Regions from separate parts of the Mus musculus genome. Here region 1 is linked to region 2. The links are chromatin contacts, called in public promoter capture Hi-C maps. All regions are on one chromosome and are shown on one strand. The core of a region is the stretch at or near the end of the contact, and the rest is flanking DNA. Distances in the headings are between cores, read along the strand shown.

Region 1 (3,147 bases), core at 47-2,546, 1.8 Mb after region 2:
AACTGAGCAAGCAAAAGAAAACTGTTCCAGGTCAGAGTTCTATATTGGGGTCTTTCACTGGGTTGTCCCTCCAAACCCATGAGAGTCCGATGGGATGAATTTATCTAACAAGAGTATGTTGACTGAGATTGCTTAAAACCAAAGGTAGTTCTTTTCCACACTTCATTCTCATCTTTGATAACATTCTAACCTTGTTTCTCTAACACTTTCAGCCACTATGAGAAAAGCTTTGAAAGTTGAAGGGGACAGGGAAGAAACACTGACGCAAAGGGACTGATTTGGGCAGCTTGAACTCCAGTAGCTCAGCTTGCCAAATTAACTTGAAAGAGCTGGCTTACAGTTATCAAAGGGGAGTGGTCACAATTGGATTATGACTCAGTCATTGAACACACCTGACTTTTGTGATTGGGGTTGCACTCTCGTTCTTCCTGGCCCTGCCTCCTGTTGTATTTTACAAGGGAAGCTAGTTCTCTCCATCAAATGCACATAGAAAGCAGTTTAGTTGCTCAGCCAAAAAAAAAAAAAGGAAGTCAAGCTGAGTGTAAAGCTGTGTGTGTGTGTGGGTTCCTGGGGAGAGGACAGCCAGGGTGTAAACTGAATTTAAAAAAGAAGATTGGTGATTCTTGGTTTGAGGAGCTGGAAAAGGAGGTGAAGGGCTTCCCGGTGTGCACAAGGATGTGTAGAGTGGCCTTGTTAGTGTTAACAATGACTTCTCTTAGTTGGAAACTTCTGAGAAACAAGATATATAAGCAAACTCTATGGAGCAGTCAACAGATGACCAAAACTGCTATAGGGGTTAAAAGGGGAAAACTGCAAGCCAATCAGCATCACCAGGCTTCAGGTAAGCACTCCCCCCAGGCCCTAGTTTCCCTGGAATCTGGCCTGTGACAGATGCTGCTGCTACAGGATGCTGTCAAAATCACCCTGTGCCAAAATCTAGGGCGCAGCAAGGACAAGGAAGAGAAGAACTTGTGGGAGCGCACAAAGAGAAGAGGTGGCCTTGCAGCCCACCCTTCCATTTCCTCATCTCCAAAACTAAAAAACCGAAGGAAACAGCAAAGCCTCTGTCCTGAGCTATGGAGGAGAAAATGCAATCCACTACCAGGCAGAAGGAGCAGTGTTAAACAGTCAGGAGCTTCGCGGGAGTGAAAGCCGATGGGTGGGCTTCTGCCCAGTTCCCTGGCCCCTCCCTCCCCGCAGCCCCCTAATCCTACCTGGGCTGCAGCCAGGCTGGCAGCACCGAGGGCCCCATGGGCCACAGTCTGCTCCTCTGGCACCTCCGGGAAGCAGCAGGAGTGGGCTGGGAAAGCGGTAGGGGCGGGACGCCTCAGGCTGGGCTCGGGAAGGGCGGGGCCTCAACACACTCAGCAAGTTTTGAAAAAAAGCAGAGGTCAGGAGATGGGCAGGAGATGAAAGTCAAATTCCTGCCATGCTGCCCTAGGAGAGCTGGCCAGGCATAGAAAGTATGCGGGATGAACAAGCACATCCGCCCGAGGCTTTCCAAACTGATCCCAGGCTACTGATCTGTGGCTGGAGACCCCTAAGTTCACCTGCCTATACTCTTAACTGGATATAACTAGCTCTAAGGTTGCATGATCCTCAGGGTGGCCAGGGCCTTTCTTAGAAGCCCTAAGGTAGGAGAACGGTTCAGGAAGGAAAGCTAAGGGCAAATGGCCCAATATCTGTTCAAACATGAGCCAGAGCCCTCCAGAAATCCATCCCTGACACTTAGAGACCTGGGTGGCAGTGGTGTGCATAAATGCTTTTGTTCATTTAAGTTAATGTCATTTATTTAATGTTTAATGTCATTAAGTTAATGTTATTCGCTTAAGTTAATGTCGCTGCCCATGGCCAACACTCCCACACATCTTTTCCTGGTTTCTTGGGACAATGGCATCCCATCTCCTAGACAGAGTGACCCACCTCCTGGGTTCGTGAAGATCAGATTCCAATTATTCTGTTCTACCAGGTGAAGAGAACAAAACAGCTCCCCAAAGTATTTTCCCAAAAAAAAAAAAAAAAAAAAAAAAACCACCGCCACCACCAAAAAAGAAAAAGAAGAAATGGGAAAAAATAAAGAAAAAAAAAAGAAAAGAAAAAAACTCCCCCAAAACCCACAAGTGGAACAGTTACATATAGTTGCTGGAGTTGGAAGGTAGTGCTTCCATCTTACCAAAAAGGAAGTTGAGGCCTTAAGAAATATTGTCACTCACCACAGGTCACACAGCTGATAAACAGCAGGGTTAGAAGTTACAGTCAGCAATTTTTCTTCTTGGGTCATGGTTTCCTTCCTCATAGCTGTCACAGAGTCTGCCTCTTAGATGTCCCACTGTTCCGTGTCTCCCCGCCCCCCACCAGGGGCCAGCTCCTCTGTAGCCTCCGTTCCTTCTCAAGCCCCTTGGCAGAGGCTGCACTGTCCTCTCAACTGTCTCCATTGTCTCCTGTACACTGGCCTTCATGGCAGTGTAGGAACAAATTCATGTCACGTGGTCGTTCACACCCGTAACCCCAGCACTCTAGAAGCCGAGGTGGGGAGCTGATTCCGCCTTCAGCATCAGCCTGGGCTACACAGTGAGTTCCAGGCACCCTGAGTACAGAGGGAGACCCTATCTGGAGGGGTGGAGGGAAGGGGGTGCATTTTCAGATCTCTAACCCCAGAGTTTAGAACCCCTCTTTTAAACACCCCCCTCAAACCTTTGTCATCTGCCATCAACATCCAGGGCCCTATCTCATTTCCTATCACCCTTTTGCTCCATGTACCTTACAGTTTGGACTCCCAACACTCCCGAAACTACTCTCAGGGTTCCCCAAGTCCTTTCTACTGTCCCTCGGGCTTCAATTATAGGACGTGAATCTGTGAGCTTAAGAGCAAACAACACATAGACAAGAAACTATTTCCAAAGCCATCTGTGCCCAAACCCAGCAGAAGCCAGGGGTTCTGGACAGACTGGAGCTGGGAGGACAGGGTGTCTGCCCGAGAAGAGGTCCTTTATCAGCAAACTCTTCTTCATCCTTCTCCTGCCCTCCCTTCACTTCTCCAACTCTGCATATGGCTATGACTCCCATGCCCTGCCTCTCTGCACAGCATCCTCCCTCTGCTTCCTCAGAGGTAGGCCCTAGGTCAGCTCTTCTGCAGAGACAATCACC
Region 2 (3,284 bases), core at 577-3,076:
AGGAAGGTCAGCAGACAGTTTCTGGGTAGAGGAGGGATTGTGCTTCAGGAAGGCCTGGGGGATCCCTGGTGTGACTTAGCACTCACCCTACCCAGTCCCTTGGGCTCAGTGTTGACCGCAGAATCTAGACTCACTTTGTGGCTCCAGCTTCTGGATGATGGGCAGGGCACTTGTCATGGCCGCAGAGGTCACGGTCTTCACGCCCTTCTCGGCCATCTCACACACGGATCTCAAATACGGGTACTGATCCTTTGTACTGACATAAGCGGAGGACACAAGGTCGTAGGTAGAGCTCACCAAGGGCAGGTTGGCCACTCTCATCACCACGCTCTGCAAACACGGAGGAGTGGATAGTAATGACTCAAATCACAAGAAAGGAAAAAGGACCAAGAAACGAATACTTAAAAAAAATCATACCTGTTGCGGATCCACTACTGCTGCTGCCATTTTTTCCTCCTGGAGAAAAGAGACGCCTGGAGAGAAAAGAAACTGGTTTCAGAACATTGAGGACCAATTCCTGTCCCAACCTAGGCAGGCCCACAATTCCAGCATAGACAGTTTCAGTTCCCCAACCCCACCCCTCTAGTTCAGAGCCCTTTTCAAGGCCAACAACCTGACTGGAGGCTCCAGGGCTGTTTACACACTTTCAATAGGAAAGAGTAGTCATTGTCCTGTCTCTTAAATGGGACACTAGAAATGCCTCTGAAATGCCTGTTCTCAAAAATGCTAACCCAAAAGGCAGAAAATTCCATTTAAACAGAAGACATCTTAGATTCCCCCAAACACCTGCCCTTAATTAGTTAATGGATTTATTTCTGTAGGCTTTCTGAGACAGTATTTCTCTTTGTAACAGTCCTGGCTAGCCAGGTTGGCCTGGAACTCACCAGACCTACCTGCCTTTGCCTCCCAAGTGCTAGAATTAAAGATGGCCCTTGCTATACTTAGTCTCTGCCTGTCTAAAGCCCAGGCTGACTCTCTCTACTCTACTTCACTAGTGTTGGTATTAGGTACAGGCCACCATGCCGGGCTCTCAGCATCAGGACTATCAAACTGATACTTGAGGGTGTTTACCACTCTTGTGAACAAGATTGAAACCAGCAGTGGCTGCCTTAATGCTGACTGAGCTCAAGAAAGTCACTCCAGGGAACTGTAAAATCTCCTATCCCCAGTGACCCACACCCACATGAAACTGCCTTCTGCCCAGCAACAGAACCTGTCTAGACTGCTCTGCCTCCAATCCAAAGTCCCAGTTCCTTAGGAAGAACTGTCCAGAAAGCAGAAGCTTCGAGCAGTATCTATACCAAGGAGCAGCCCATAAAATATCTCCTTCCGTTTTCCAAGGGTGAGGTGGGGCTGAGGCAGAGGAGGAGCAAGAGTTTCAGCCCAGCTTGGACCATAGAGAGCCTGCGGGCAGCCAGTGCTGCCTAGTGGGACACTAAAGGAAACCCAGACAATTCTCACTATGCACCTTATAAGTTCTTCTGTGAGGTGTTTCCATTTAAATAAAACCTCGACCGGACAAATGCAAGTTGCTCTACCACAGAAGGACGTGCAAACAGAAAGGAAAACTCTAGAACAAAAGCGAGAGCTTTCCCAACCAGCCCGGGGCTGCTCCCTCCCCCCTCCTCCCCCACCGACCCATTGCTGCAGTTCCGAGCCCAGTGCAGGCAGAGCAGCAGCGGCCTGAGGGCCAGATCTGGTGCAGGACCTACCTAACAGGAGAGCTGAGGGACGAGCAAGTCCGCACGGTCCAGATCACCACACAGCAAAGCGGCCAGAACGACTGTTAAAATATCGCTTGACTGCCCCGCCCAAGCCTCCGAGCCACGTGATAGCCCAGCTGCCTGGGGCCGCTGAACCCTGTGCTGGGCTGGACTGGGACTCTGGGGCCACTCATTGGGGATGAGGGCGTGGGAACCCCAACCTGGTGCCACAATATCGGGGGCCTCCTTGGTTTCCTGAGCCCAGTGCCCTGAGATCCCAGATCAGTACAAGAAGAGCAGGAGCCAGCCGGGGCGAGGCCTTCTGCTGTCTGACTTAGGTCAGGGGTCCTGAAAGCTGCATTGCAAAGATGCAGGGCGTCTTGGGGTTTTGGAAAATGCAGACAAATTAACCAGAGTCTTCAGAAAAGACCACTTCAAAACTGGAAGTTCGGGTTCTAACCTTTTACTTTAAGTCAAGAAAGTTACAAAGATGTGTGGAATTCCAACACGTTAATGACCTGTAGGGACTTCTGGTTTACTGCTCTATGGATGTAAACAATTCATCCATGGGATGTGGCGGCTCTGGTCTGTAATCCCCAGCCAGCACTAGGGAAATTGCGGCAGGAGGATTGTTGTGAGTTCTAGGCCAGAAAAAATACCGTTCTCAAAGAGAGACAACTTATCAAAAGCTTCTAATTAAAAGGTTGATCTGAATTTCCACAAGCAAAGCTTGAGCCTCTCTTCTGTGTTTTCTTTAGTAAAACAATTCCAAATTGCTCCTTAGTGATATCAGCCAACAACTAAGGAAGATGGCCAACTTTATCGTGACTTATGCAATATTTTTAAGTGGTCTGAATCATTTTTTAATCCTTGTCGAGAGGGCAGGGACGTGAACTGGGTTATTTGATCTTGAAAGTTGTACAGCCATCTGGAGTCATAAGGGTTCAGGGAATTTCTTTCCTGGAAAAAGATACAGGTGCAGGCCTTCTAGTTCCTTGCAAGGGAAACTAGAAGGAACAGTTGAAGATAGGAAGGAAGCTCTTGTGCCCTAGCTACATAGATCCCCTGTCACCAGAATATGTAATAAGAGCAACAGCAACAGTGCTGGGCCCTACTAACCGGGGCTTGTGGAAGGTGCCTTTGGAGCTATGGAATTTGAACTCTGGGCAGCACTCACCTCCACGTCAATCATTTCCCCAAAGTTGCATACACACAAGCGCTGCTTACTTTTTCAAAGGTCCAAAGAGCCAAACTGGCTTCATTAATATGTGTGCCTGAATCAATCCATTGCAGGCACTGGAAGACACCACCGTATAATTATAAAGGAAAAAGAAAAAGAAGAAATGTCTGGAAGTCCAAAGATGCTCTGGATGTTTTTATTAAAGATTGTGTTTTACATGCGTATGCATGTATGTATGTATGTATGTATGTATGTATGTATGTATGCCACATCTGTGCAGATGTCATCTGAGACCTTTTAGAAAAGGACATTGGATTGCTAGGAGCTGAAGTTTAGCTGATTGTGAGCCAAAGCACTCAGGAGACTGAGACAGGAGGATTACAGGTTTGAGACTAGGTTGA

What was found. Promoter capture Hi-C pulls out the DNA fragments that hold promoters and counts their contacts.
Region 1: a promoter capture Hi-C map of hippocampal neurons shows a contact between it and region 2, with 7 times the contacts expected there. The contact joins the promoter of Hacd4 here to the promoter of Plin2 in region 2.

What each region holds. Positions count from the first base shown.
Region 1 is chr4:88,437,619-88,440,765 of GRCm38.p6, forward strand. Hacd4 (3-hydroxyacyl-CoA dehydratase 4) reads right to left here and starts at 1,297. Exons shown (of 7, transcript NM_025760.5): 1 at 1,215-1,297. The coding sequence starts at 1,252.
Region 2 is chr4:86,668,233-86,671,516 of GRCm38.p6, forward strand. Plin2 (perilipin 2) reads right to left here and starts at 1,827. Exons shown (of 8, transcript NM_007408.3): 1 at 1,713-1,827; 2 at 418-473; 3 at 135-330. The coding sequence starts at 447.